Regions from separate parts of the Dromaius novaehollandiae genome. Here region 1 is linked to region 2. A link is a contact called in public Hi-C data. All regions are on one chromosome and are shown on one strand. Each heading gives the region's core, a stretch centred on a gene start, on an enhancer-like site or on the middle of the called end of the contact. The rest is flanking DNA. Distances are from core to core; before and after follow the strand shown. Region 1 holds the start of PIK3C2G (phosphatidylinositol-4-phosphate 3-kinase catalytic subunit type 2 gamma). Region 2 overlaps RERGL (RERG like).

What was found. Hi-C and Micro-C count contacts between places; a contact is called where the count stands out from the background.
Region 1: a contact with region 2 is called in a Hi-C map of ovary, with 3 times the contacts expected there. The contact joins the promoter of PIK3C2G here to the enhancer-like site in region 2. A contact is called at or near these places in 3 of 4 Hi-C or Micro-C datasets (brain, liver and ovary).

The regions. Positions count from the first base shown.
Region 1 is chr1:68,122,368-68,129,507 of bDroNov1.hap1, forward strand. PIK3C2G (phosphatidylinositol-4-phosphate 3-kinase catalytic subunit type 2 gamma) reads left to right here and starts at 3,342. Exons shown (of 36, transcript XM_064515654.1): 1 at 3,342-3,480; 2 at 4,116-4,230; 3 at 6,709-6,862.
Region 2 is chr1:68,026,097-68,032,904 of bDroNov1.hap1, forward strand. RERGL (RERG like) reads right to left here. Exons shown (of 5, transcript XM_026107825.2): 5 at 6,624-6,808. Among named protein-coding and RNA genes, the nearest start is that of RERGL, 12 kb to the right of the region's middle. Within about 2 kb of position 1,750, at least 1 of the 2 cell types and tissues checked has open chromatin away from gene starts, as enhancers often do.

The DNA of each region.
Region 1 (7,140 bases), core at 2,092-4,591, 98 kb after region 2:
GTCTAAGAAACTCTTGTCATAAATTCAGGTCGCTTAGCCCTTCCTGGATTCTCCCTGATTAAAGGTAGTTTGGGGTAGAAAAGGAGACACCGTAATGGCCCTTGCACTAGTTTGGAGCTCAGAGGGCATAGAAGGTATCTTGCACTCCCAATTATTTCTGCTGTGTTAATGGCACAGAGCAGCATGAGGCTTTGGGGCCCAAAACATTATCTTTTAGCAACATAAAGCCTTCTATATGTAAAGCAGTTAGTAAATTGTACACTTCACTTCTACTGTGATTTTAGCCTTCTTAATCTAAGTTAACTAATCTGTCTTAATCTAATCTTACTAGTTATTTTATGTTTAATAAAACCAGACACTGGTTTTAAACCTAGAGACTATTTGTGAAAGAGACTTTTTTTCATAAAATTACACATGGGATTAAAGATGAACCCCAGCCAACCCCAGAGAAATCTGATCTGAGCTTTGAAATTTCAGAACACTGAAATTCACTGACTACGAAACAGTACAGCAGACAGTGAGGGTTTCTCTTATCTTGCCCTCTACTTGCTGTGTCCTTCCCAAGGAGCTTGGGAAGCAGAAAGGCAGTGAACTTGAACCAAAGTCACACAGATGTATTTTCAGAATTGTGCAAATGATTTGGGTGGATAATTGAGCTTCCATGCCTGTGAACGTTTGTGATCATTTAAGCCTAACCCCTTTGAGGTTATGAAAATCCATGCACACAGCCTACTTCTTTGATTAGGACTCACTAAAAAGACTTTGTTTTACTGAAGTCACTTTTCTTGGGCAAGTTTTGCATGTTTTTGTGAACAGCTTCATTGTTAGAGGTTCCCTCCCCCACCTAAAAATATTTTGCATCGAAGTGAAATACGTACCACTCTAACCCAATTGCATCCAAAGTAGAAAGGAATGTATTAATCCAAAAAGGGGATTTGGTCAAAATACTGCCCCTGTCACATGCACACTTTGAGTATTCTGCAAGAACAGCAAGATTTTCTTATATTCTGTGATCGAGTTAGAGGGGTGGCAGGGGACTTGTTTGAGAGGGAAAGTATGTAAGAAAAAGGAGCTGGTGTGGAGGGCTGGAGGAGAGAAAAGAGAGCCCTTGTGTGGCTTCTGTCCCTCAGTTTAAAATTGTCAGGATATCACTTCTCATCATAAGGGTTCAAAGGGTTAATAGAAAGAGGGATTTTCATTGCATTGCGCATAGTACCTATGATACTCTCGGTTTAAACTTTAAAGGACATGTGAAAAGAAAGAGAGAGCTAAATGCCTGCCTTGTATATTGGAGAAATTGTTCATTCGTGTGAAATGCTGACCTCTGTCATCCTGCCAAGCTGACTGGGCCCTAGGGTGAGCGGCTGCTTGAGTGCTGGTTGCGAAAGTTAAAGCTGCCTGGGGAGTGCTTTAAAAGGACAGTGTCAAGGTTGGTGTACCCAAAATCTGACCTATCATTTCTTTTTCCCTCTTACATCTATTTGAAAAGTTCATGTCATTCCTTTTCATGTTTTAAAAAATCTTTTCTTCTAAAACAAAATGCTTCAAGTGCTATTGAAGGCTAGTGATTAGGAGGAGAAGCTGTGAGAATTCAGTATTCACAGTGTGGCAATGCAGGTGTCAGGAGCAAGGAAAGATTCTGAAATACAGCACACGTGTGGAGACTGACTTTGCATTAGGTGATGATTAGGAGCAGAGAATTCAAGGTGAAATGGGTAAGGGATCAGTGAGGAGTATTTTTACTAGGGAAAATACCAGTGCAAATCCAAAGTTAAGTTCAAAAGAAGTTAATTCAAAACCTCTGTCAGTTTTTATTCTGGCAGTTTTTATTCTAGTTGTATGTGCTGATTCTTCTTTGGGAACGTAATCAGTTTATGTTATATATAATCCTTGCCATGAATGAAATATATCCTTCCCTCTTACTTACTTTCTTTGCTTGATGACCTAATTTAGAACCCATTATGTCAATGCCATTTTCTTCTGTATGATATATGATCCCAAGACCCCCGTCAGTATTATAACCTTGCTATGCTACTTCCTATAGAAACTCACAGGCAAATATTGTACCTACTGAAGCAATTTTTAGTCTAATTGGAAAAGAGATGAAAAAACACAATGTGCAGATCATAGAAGGAAAAGAAAATAATTTTTGCTCTTAATTATGATGTTTCCCAGGAGATGCAAGGGAAAAAAGAACCCTCAAAATCTGAACTCTCCAAGGGTTGCAGTCAACCATGTTACCCTACAAGAGTCCAGAGGCCCCTCAGATAAAAATGATTATCGTGTAATATAATGCACGATCACAAGAGGGCAACAGGATTAGACACACACATTCACTTTAAAGTTGATGTCTCCAAACCGTCACGAGTTTATCCTGTTTCCTAACAAGGCTTTTCCATTGAGCAGTAAGGTTCATTTCTGATTTCCTCCTTGGTTCTTGAAACCACACAGCTCGTAAGAAACCCTGCTATGTTACAATCTCTTTCCTCTCTCTGAAATATCCTTCCCTCTATGCAACTGAGCTGGGCAAACTTCTAATTCTGGAGGAGTAGTTTGCTTTGCCCTACACTGTGGGACAGGGCAGCTGAGGTGCATGCGAGGAGCATGGAGGAAGGTCTCCCAGAGACTGGTCCAGCTTCAGGGCTAGAGGAGTGAGGACAGAGAACAGGAAGAGTCTGTCTGAGAGAGAACAGGTTCTCCCATCCCTTCCCAGCTCTCAAAGTCTGGTAAGTCAGGCTGTACCTTGGAAGTATCATTTTCACAAAAAGTCTTTGAGGGATGTATCGAATTCTAGTACATGCTAAGGAAGATACTGACTGAAGAAAAAAAATGCCTTTTCTGGGACAAACCTCTTCAATAATAATTTCTAAATTCTGATTCTCTTTGTAGCTAGGATTCCTCTTATCCACTAAAGCAGAGTAAAAATGTAGGCAGCGATAAAGAAGCCGTCTTGGTTAAAAGACATTCTGCCTCCTGCCAACAAGCCTGTTTAGTGTTCATCTCTATTACATCCATCTGTAGCTAATTGCATAGTTATGGTAATAGTGCCCTCCAGAGGAATTTTGAGGGAATTATAATACTCGGAGCTAATACAAAAGATGTTTTGGAAGTGAATGCAATAGGAAAATGGAAAATTATTAAAATGATAAAATGCTTGAACCTCAGGGGGAAAAAATCTCAATATCAAAGCTCTTTCTGGTTTGCATATGCATTTACATCTAAGAAAAGCATATCTTAGTTAAAATAGGTTTCTTTATAACCTGATAGCAAACACAAAGTTTTCATAACTCTACTTGAATCAAGGATATAAAAGTAGATCAACCAAGTGAAGAATGAGATATCTATTTCTAATTTGCAGTGGTAAAGGACGTGGACAATATATTATTGTAAGTGGGCTCCAGCCTCTGTCTAGGCCATCTGGATTATCCTGTGCTTGCAGCTGTAATGTAGACATGACACAGTTAATCGAGGCAGTCTGAGGTAAGTGCAGATGTTCAACGCGTTTTGTGGATGAAGTTTATTTTGATCCGAAGATAAAACCATGCTTATGTTCTCAAATTCCAGTACAGAGCTCTTCTGGCTGTGTGTATATTTACAGTCACGGTAACATTAACATTTGTAGTCATGCAGGTTATGACATTTGGACAAATACATATTAGTGATATCATTGGCAGGGAACAACTCCATTTTGTAGCTCATGTTACCAGGATTTTGCCATGGCCTTGCTTTCTGTTGCAAATGGCAGTTGTTTGTAACATGTTGTGACACTAGGCCTCAAAGGAAGGGCACATTATTGTGGTACAATATGATATTTTATTTTAGGCCATGTTCTGGAGGACAATATACAACCTTCCAAGGTGACACCTCAGCACCTGCATGTGAGGTGTATTCAAATTCTCTTGATTTTGTTTATTTATTTATTTATTTATTTCAGTTCTCCAGCTATGGCATCAGATTGAGCTGTTTACCATTCTGAGTATTCTGAAACTCTCCTTCCCATTTCTCCTTCAAGATAAATAAATAAATAAATAATCATGGAACCAAAATTACAGTGAATTCTGTATTTCTTTGCTTTTATGCTTATCCCAAGCTCATGTTCGACCTTAACACTGTAGGTTTCCAGTCAGGTGTCCCAACTCAGAGCTCTGCACCAGTACAGCTCCTGCAGAGATGCCACCAGCACTGGATGGAGCAGTGTGGTGTTTCCAGACTTGGGATCAGATTGATCTGGTAAGTTTAGTACTTGCTTGGGAAAGAGAGAAGATGGTTATGCTACTTGTGACATGTCTCTTTGTAAGAGGGTCGTAGCATTCAATCTAAACTTTCTACTAAACCTTATTTTGCAAATGAACCTTAAATGAGAGTGAAATGAACTAGACATAGTCTAGTGGTGCAGGGGTGACAGGAGATCAGTGTCAAGTGTAAGGAAAATACCTAATCTGAAAGCTTCCCCCGTTTCATTTTCTCCAGCAGCTGTGGTGGAATATGTCTCTTTATCCCTGCCTGCATTCGTGTCATCAGCACATGGTGGTTTTAGCTGTTCATGGGCCATAGTGATGGGTGGTACCATTTGTTTCTTCTGTAGTAGTTATCCCCCTTCCCCCCCTCAAAAAAAAGGTATCAGGAAATTGCTATCTGTGTAAAAACTAGTGAACCTTTTGGATAAGGAGTTTCAAGGGCTTTTGAGTGGGAAGAACATTGTTGCTTTTGCCTCTCCTCCTTTACTAACTCATTGCTTCCCACATGATCTGGTCTTGCTGTGAGCTGGGGACTTGTCCCTGGAAGGCATCAGCAAACCACAGAGATTACTGTGCAAAGTAACACTGCAGATACCAATTCCTTCTCCTCATTTTCCCCTAAAATATCCCTGCTGTAGCACAATTTTCTATTTTTGCCCTCCCTGCCTAGGCCTCACAGGCTGCCCTCTGATTCATCCCCTCTGATGCTTCTCATGTGGAAGCATCATGCTGCTGACTTCAGGCTTCCTGCTCAGCACCATTTTATTCCTGCACTAGAGGAAGACAAAGCAAGGAGTGGAGGCCAGAGGGGCAGAAGCAGGGTAAGGGTTAGCTGGGCTGCCCAGAGTGATGCAAGGTGGAACACAAATCAAAGCCATGGCTGCTACAACGTTATCAGTACTTCTGGTGTCATTTTGTAGTGTGTATGTTTAGAGCTGCAGAACTGCTGTGTTGTGAGCATATCACCTAGCTGCTTTGGGTGCACCTAACCAGTCCAGGTCCAGTAAACAGGGTCTTCCTTACTGCTCCCCTGGTTCATAAATACAAAAGCATTATTACCAACACCAAGTGCAGGCTAGCACAGGACCTGTCACAAGAGAGTAGTTATTATTATAAGAATCATCTGTGCAGGTACCATTGCTGGGGAAGGTACTTTGCAGTGATAGATGAAGTACTACATTATGGGCACAGCAGATACCTGTTTGCCAGCGACTGATTCCAGGGCCTGTCCAATCATGGTGGAGGGCTGCTGTGATCTTAATTTCACATAGCAGTTTGCAGAAATATGTATTATTGCAGGTAAGCAGTACCTTTGCATTATTTATGTGAAAACTCAAGTAAATTATTGTTGGCTTTCATGCTGCAGGTAAGGTTTTAATGAAAACAATAATGAATGCTTTGCTGGCATGCATAGGCAACCTAAGTATGCAGTCAAATTAGCTATCTCAGCAGATGCTTTATTTTCTGAATTGCATATAAAGAATGCTGTTCAGTTGGTTTAGAAATTGTATATACACCCACTGACTAATTTTTGTAAAAGCCATTTTTTTTTATACTCAAAGCAAGTGTTTCAATCATACTGTGAACAATTATGATGGTAAAATTAAAATAGAAAGTAAGATGCAAGAAGCTACCTAGGCACAGGAATTAGGGAAAATTCAGAAATATTGCATTATTTAAGGTGTTGTAGTATTGCAGTATGTTCAATACTATAGATATAAGCAAAGCATCTTAGTGGAAATGCAAAAGGAGACAAAGTTAATAACTGTGTAAGCAAGCTTTTGTTTTGACCTTAGGATGCCTGTGTTCTTATGCTTGAACTGTTGTTAATGTGTTTTCTTTGATAAAGACAGGAGAGCTGATTCAGATGTTAGGCTAGATCTACATTGGTATAATTCCACTGGTTTCGCTGAAGCTATTTGTGTCATCATTAAGAGAAAAGGATTCAGTCCTACTACATTGGACTAATAAGCAAGCTTGTTTGATACTTTTCAGCAGTCACTGAACTGATGCATCACATGAACCAAAGGTCAGCTCACAGCAAAACCAACAAGGGGGACAAGCATGTCTTTATCACCATTGCTCTTTCCCTCTTCAGCAGTTGCTTAGTGGCTGGTTTTAAAGCTCTGCTTAAGTTAGGTCCTCTTCGAGGCAATCATAATATTATTAATGGAGTCATTCTGTCAGGCTGGAATAGCAGAGTCACCTTGGCTCTGTCACCTGGGCTCAGGTGCATCAGGGTGGCAGAGCTCTGCGCTTTGAGAGTGTTCTCTGTCCTCTTTCTGCTCCAGAAATCCTGGGACCCGCACGCAGTGAGCTTCAAACTGAGGGGCTCTCAGGAATGGTGATGAACCAGCTCACTACATTTTCTGTATCAGAAAACCTGCTGTAGTTGCTAAGGGAGCTTGTCTTAACAATGTGCCAGTATCACAAGACTGTTTTTTGTATATATATCTATATATTTGTACAGTGTATGATATGAACAATTTACAGAAGGTCAACACACCCTGCTAAGTGCACTGGAATGACAAAGCTGAATTTCACAGAAAGCCATTGAGCAGGCACACTAGAATGAGGAGGTGGAAGGAATAGCATAAGAAGACAAAGTAGAAAAATCACAGAAGGTAAGAGAAATGGAAGAAAAGAACACAAAATGAAATTTAAAAAGCGATCTGAACAGAATTTTTGGCTTTAAGCACTTCTCAGCTTTGGGAGTGACTTGACTTCTCTTTTTCTGAAGCACTTAAGCACCTTTCTTGTGTCACCTAATGCATATTAGATGTGTATATATATAGATAAAATATACATATATGTGTATATATACTATATATGTGTGTGTATATATGTGTGTGTATATATATACTATATACATATATATTTTGATCTGCCTGCCTGCCTGCCT
Region 2 (6,808 bases), core at 500-2,999:
CTGGCTCTATCTTGTGAAGAATTTTCAGAGCTTCTGTTATACTAGTGTCTGTCCCATTCTGCACCTAGACATTACATACTCTGTGGTCAAAGTGAAAACATAGATGTTTTGATATTTGTTCTATCTGTTCTTATCTATTTTATCTATAGATATAATAGCTACATATGTATCTATATAAAATGTATTTATATGTCTGTTCTTATCCATTTGTCCCGTGACTTGTGCCTGAAAAGTGCTGGTATGCAGATTTAAAGAGTTGTATATATTGGTCTACTTTGACCTCCATTTGGATATACCTATGTCTGAATATCTTAGTGCAGATTTTCAAAAAAAAAAAAAAAAAAATCAGATTCATCACATATGTGTTCACTTGTGTATGCATACAGATAGGAAAGAGAAGGAAATATTTTTCCCACTCTCCTCACATCCACAGGCACGTATTAGTGCATTTTGTTAGAAATAGATCAGGTCATGATAATGCACTGTGCTGTACCTGTTCTGTGTATTAGTAATCCAAGTATGTATATACCCTCTGCTGCTAAATTGATGATAAGATCCAGAGGTTGAAGCTGGACTGGGAAGGAGATGAGAAAGTAGAAACTAGCTTGCTAGGCTGAACACAGCTGGTATGGCTTCTAGGAGAGTTACAGCACCAGGACAGAGAAAAGCTTATTGGAAGCAATGTTTAATGGCTAGATTGGAAAAGACTACTTTAACAACTAGCTCTGCAAAACCAGACTGGATCATTCAGGGGACACAGCCCTGAGTGTGCTCGCTTTTTTTAATACAGGCTGAAAGGATGACTGAGTGTGCCCATGCACACCTAGAGAAACTTAGCACATACACACACAGATAGCATTTGTTTGTAAATCTGTAATAATGATTGAAAACACAAGCAAATATAAGGAGATGTCAAACAGTGTAAAAGATTAATATTGATTAGTTCTCTTCATATAGAACTTTATAGATTAGTTCAGTTTTGTCTGAAATAAGTTACGTGATTTAGCTCAGTACTTGCAGTATTCCCTGAGGTCTGTGTAGGACACATCCGACACTACCTTAGTCATTTATTGAATCATCTAATGCAATTGAATTCTGAGTGACAGCCAAAATTATACGTAGTTAGTAAAAAATGTTGTATTTAATCATATAATTGTGCATCCATTTAGCTCACCCCAGCAATCATAAGAACCCTTATACACAAGTAACTTTACCTGTGTGACTTGTCTTTGGTAAGTAGGAAAACTCACTCGGAGGGCATTCTCATGCAGAGAATTTGGAGCATGAGGCCTAGCTATATGCCAGCAAGACACATTTCTAATAATCCATTACCGTGGATGAGAACTCTGTTTAAATTAGGATTTATGTATGCAACTATCTTGTTGCAAAGCAAAAAATGACTACCCTAGTGATCTCTCATGTGGAAGAAACTACAAAGCAGTTTCTATCCTATTTTACTGATTTAACTGTATAAGAAAATTTCAGCCTAGATTCCAGTCTAGATTCCCCTTCAGCCATGCCTGAGGAAACAAGGGCTATGTGAACGCCCTGTCAGTTCATTCTCTTGCTAAAAACTTATGAACCTGTTAGTACTGGTCAAATTTGAAAGAGGAACTAGAGTTTCAAAATGCATTGTGTTCCTCTAAGTTTCATGGAAATAAGTGTGAAAATAGCACCAGATTAGCGCTTTCAGGGAGGGAAACGCATTTACAATGCAGCTGTTGCATACGCTGTGTAGCAGCAGCCAGCTGGCCCATCAGCATGTGCACACTTCTGGGCTTCTCATGGCATTTTATGGTCACTCTAGCGCTGTAATAGCTGGAGATGTGATGAGAAACTGGTGTGACTGTGACCTCTTATCCATGATCTAAAGGAAATAGCTCACTGAAGAACTTCAGTTGTTTAGTTAAACTACCTGTTTAGTGATATATTAGAGCCATTTGGTACAAAATCCTACATTTGCAAAGAGCAGGACACTTAATTGCAGAGCAAGGCATAAGCAACACAGATTTAATGCACTTCATTTGCAAGTAGTGAGCTTGGTTCATTCTGTCTGGCTGGTAATTGCTATCAGAGTAAGACAGGCAGCGAGCCAGTGTCTTTCCTCACACACACATTGCTGATACATATTTTCTAGGACAGAAAGCCATCTGTTAGTTCAATCACTAGCTTGGGACTCAGAAGACCTGATTTAACTTTCTGCTCCACCTTAGACCTTTTGAGTTACCATAGGCAAGACAAGTAAAATATGTCTATGCTGCAGACTGCAGTGAAGCATCAAGATCTGCTAGCTATTTTTTAATGAGCTAGCTAGGAAGCAGTCTGTGGCAGTACTCGGTTAACTTGCCTCGGCTTCACTTCAGTCCATCCATTAATTTAACACATGATGTTTGGATTTCAGGGTGTTTCATGAAGTTCAGTAAGGATCAAATATAATCCAGTTTCCTGATCAATCATATGAAATAAATTTAGCATTAAATGACCCTGGTGGTCAGCCCAAGTTAGATGTTAATTGTCTAACCATAGCGGCTCCGTCGACTTTATAAAGTAGGACAGATGGGCCCTGTAGGGCCAAAGAAGAAGGGCAGCATAGCTAGCAAAGAGCCCCAAGAGGCCATATTTGGAACATGATTCATTTAACCTAACTTTAGAGATCTCCAGTCCTAATTATCTTTATAGTTGGTGAACAGCTTGGTGCCTTTTTGGAACATGCTCCATCTAGCTTATTCCACAGATCTCCCTGATGGGATAAATTGTTTGCTAGAAAGGCATCTAGCTGAGATGAGAATCTAGAAGTAGACCTCAATATTCATCCAGGTGAATCCCATTCTCAGAGTCTTTCCAGTAAAGTGACCTTACTCATTTAAAGATTGCAGCAGTACATCTGCCCAACATATTACAGACAAGAAGGGAAACACTCTTCCCTGACTGTGCCTTAGCTCCCTGCCGTGTCTCCAAGAAGGTGTCCTGGGAAGGTGTATCTGGGGATAGATGTCCTAAGGAACTGGCAGAAAGACCAGGTGGAGGCAAGACCTTTTATCCAGATGAAAAGGTATAGTTAGGAAAATGATAGAAGCTTTTAGGCCTTTCTTCAGGATATTAATATGCATGGACAGTGTCTTAACAGGAAACCTTTCAGCATCTTAGACAAGGTAACTGAACTTTATTTCAGCAAAACAGTGGAGCTCGAGAGTGTCAGTCCTGAGAAAAGATAAACCTTATAAACATTTATATTTTTATTAGTAACAATACTGCCAAATGAAGCCTATGAAACGCCATATTTTTAAGCTCAGCATAATGGATAGCAGAATTGTTGTACTGGAAGGAAGGGGAGTTTTCACCTGTACTTTGTGATCAGTTGTCTTGGGTTTACATCACTGATGTTTCAACCTGAGATGAAACTAGAATGTTTCATTGCTCACTGAAGAGGATGAAGTATGAGCAAAGGACCACGAGAGGGAGCTATTGGAAACCGTAAAGCTGACATTTTTCTCCTCATTAAGCAGCATGTTATCTTTAAAAGGCACTCTGCAAAAGGTTGTAAAACATTCAGAGAATCACAGCATCTTTAAAATAAAGTTTTTCTGGAAGGGTTATCAAACACTTAAAATTGTGTTGAAGTCAATTTAAAAAGTTGTGCCTTTTAAAAACTAACTCTTAATTAGATTTAGATACCACAGTGCCTACAATTTAAAGGTCTAATGTTTAAATTTCTACTTTATTTTTATTTATTTCAAGCAAAAAATACATAGTACAGTTGTGATGTCATTTTGCTGTTGAATATGAATGTAGTAGTGTATGGGAGGACAGGTCTGCTTAGCCCATTTGTTAATGTTTGCTTAGCCCATGGTTCAAGCGCCATGATAGCAGCTCCATTCTCTACTTGTCTCAGTTACAGTACATATTTCTCTGTACTGTCAGAGTCCTGCACTGGAAAAACTCTGGATATTTTACAAAGTTCAGCAGAGAGTAAAAACATTTCTGAACTCCTAGCCAGTCTTAAAAAATGAATTTAGCTGTAAATGGCTCAACATAGGGATAAATGTGGATATTAATTATATAACTAGAGGCACTCAATTTACTTTGTAAAGCAATTAAAAGTAGACAGAAACTTATAGTCTGATTCTGAGAAAGAATAATGTATGTTTAAAAATAACTTCCTACCCAGAATAGCTTTCCCATCTCATATAATATCAGTTGTGGAAAAAAAAAATACTTAGGCACTTACAGCACTGCTTCTTTATGGAAAAAAATCAAAGCCAAGTTTTAAAACAATGGAAGTTGACACTTAGGCTCCCAGATCCACATTTAGGCATGTAAACAAAGGACTTGCTTTTCAAGCAGGCTGAGCAGCATGGCAAAATTTAGCTTTCCCCTGTTTTCATTTTCCATGGGCAAGCTAAGGCTGCGAAAGAGGCCTCTACTTCTGTTGACTGGTTTAAAGGGGAGGGGAATTGGATATTTTTAATACACAAATGGCTAATCTATTCTAGAGTACAGTTTAATATTGCCCTGGATTATTCTAGGCTGGCAGTCTGCCTCTTTTTTCTTTCTTTCTTTTTCATTACTTGTTTAAGAGCAGATAGGAAAGTATTCCTTTCAAGCACATTAATCAGAGGTGGAGTTTGCTGCTGTATCCACAAGCAAAGCAAATCTGTAGGAAAACTTCATTAACTGAAAGCACCTGCTCCAACAAGCCTACTGATGGAAAATTATTCTGTTCTTGGATACTTACTGCATTTTACTCTTGTCTTCAGTAGAATTCATAATATCTTCTTCTTCACAGTTTACCCTCTGAAAATGCCACTGACCGATGTGGACCCATCACACTTGTTCAGGTTGAGAGCCACCACATCCCTCTTTCTCTCTCTCCCTACTTTCTGGCTGGACAGAACATGTTCAAATAACCACTATTGCATCATCCTCATAACAGCGCAGCCAGCCAGAGGAAAAAGAAAGAAATAAGGTTGTCCCTATATTGCTCATAGGATTTTTGTGCTTCAGTGTTTGCCCTTCATAATCGCTTCAGAAATCGGTTTCTAGCAGTGGGCTAGAAAACCTATGGTAGCTCCTTTTGTCTTTTAAGTACAGCACAGCATCGAAACTTCTGATCCACTTCTTCATTAAATATGTTGGAAAGAAACAGTATGTTTGGTTGGTCCGCTTAATACTACACATGCTTATTCCTTCTTCTGGGATTTTAATCTTATTTCTGTAAGATTTTCCCCTCTGCCCTGTTGTGAATGTGGCTATAGTGGGATTTACAAAGGAGGTTAATGCAGACAGACATGACAGAAGGAAAAAAAGCTGAGGTTGTGCTCATCTTGATTGCTTATTTTGAAACGGTTGTGAGAAAGAGTTTCAAAAAATACCTGAAAGCTCTCTGAGAGACAGCATTTGGGAGCCAGGGGCTATTACCTTTTACTTCAGTAGAATCTCTGTTTTTATGTCACTGTTTCTAAAGTAAAAAAAAATTGAAGGCAGTGAGTAAGAACATCAAATTCTGAGTGCCTTTCTCGGGCAAAGTGTTACTGAAACTGTAGAAAGTTCATCTGAACAAGGACTTCCTGACATAACACCAAGAAACTTTAATGTTCGTGTGGTGATTTCGAGCTCTTTTCATGAGAAAGGGTAGGGTTGCATGCTGAAGCAACCCACGCTGGCAATCCAGACTGTGCCATTCCCACTGTCTTCAGTGAGTTCAATATGCTGTAGGTGATGGCGCTATCAAGTCTGAACATCCAGCACGGAGATGGAACATGTACTACTTTATGCAAGCAGGTTTCTTGCTTGCATCCAGTTAAATGTTTCAATAAGCTTGTGAGATTATGATGTGTGTTATCAGGTGGTACCTTCAAATGTGGTGGAGCCAGTAACACATCAGCTTCACTTTTAAAACTCTATAAACATTTGGCAATTTAGAAATCAGTCTTTCATGTATCCCATTTTCCTTTAAAAAGCCTTCAGTTTTAAAGAATTAAGGAATAATACTAATAAAATGTACAGGAATAATATATACATTCTTCGACCACCTTCAAACTGAATTCCTTCCCAAATTCTGCACTCTTTTTCATCTATACTTACCAGCAATAAGAAATAAGTGAAATCCTGATCATAAGCAAGTCAGATTATGTCTATACTGGGGGCTTTAGCATGCCTGAGCCTTAGTGCATCCTGCAACTGTGTTTCCAGCTGATTTTCAGGAGAATGAAATGTAGCATGTAGGCCAGAAGACAGCCACTGTGTGTTCCAGTACTTACCCCATCTGGACAACAGGGAAGCAACACTGTGGGGCATACTGCAAATTATACCGATCCGAAAGTCAACATTTCCATTAATACCAGCAAATCAAAACTAATTAGCTTCTCCGTGGCTATCATCTTACTGATTTTTAAAGGATAAAAAATACAAAAAAGTCCTCCACTATTCACTGTATAAAGATAAATGAGGGCTTCTTCAGCGTGTAAAGGAAAACAGCTAGAGCCTCTCTTTTATGGAAGTGTCTGATTTCCAGATTTACTTCTTCTGATTTGAATTCTAGGTCTTCTTAGTTCTTTGTTTTTAGAGAAGTAAAAAAATCTTTACAGCTTTATACCACAACAAAGAAAAGCAATATTACAATATCCATCTTACATCCAGGTTATTTAATATCAGAGCAGTAAATACGAGTAAGAGTTTTCAAATCTGACAGTGCTAGAGTTGGCAAGATACAGATACCCTGACAGATCAATGCCTGTTAGTAGTTCTAGAACTGCATGTGTACTGAAAAGCTGAAGGGAGTACATGAGTAGTCTTCAGGTTTGGTTTC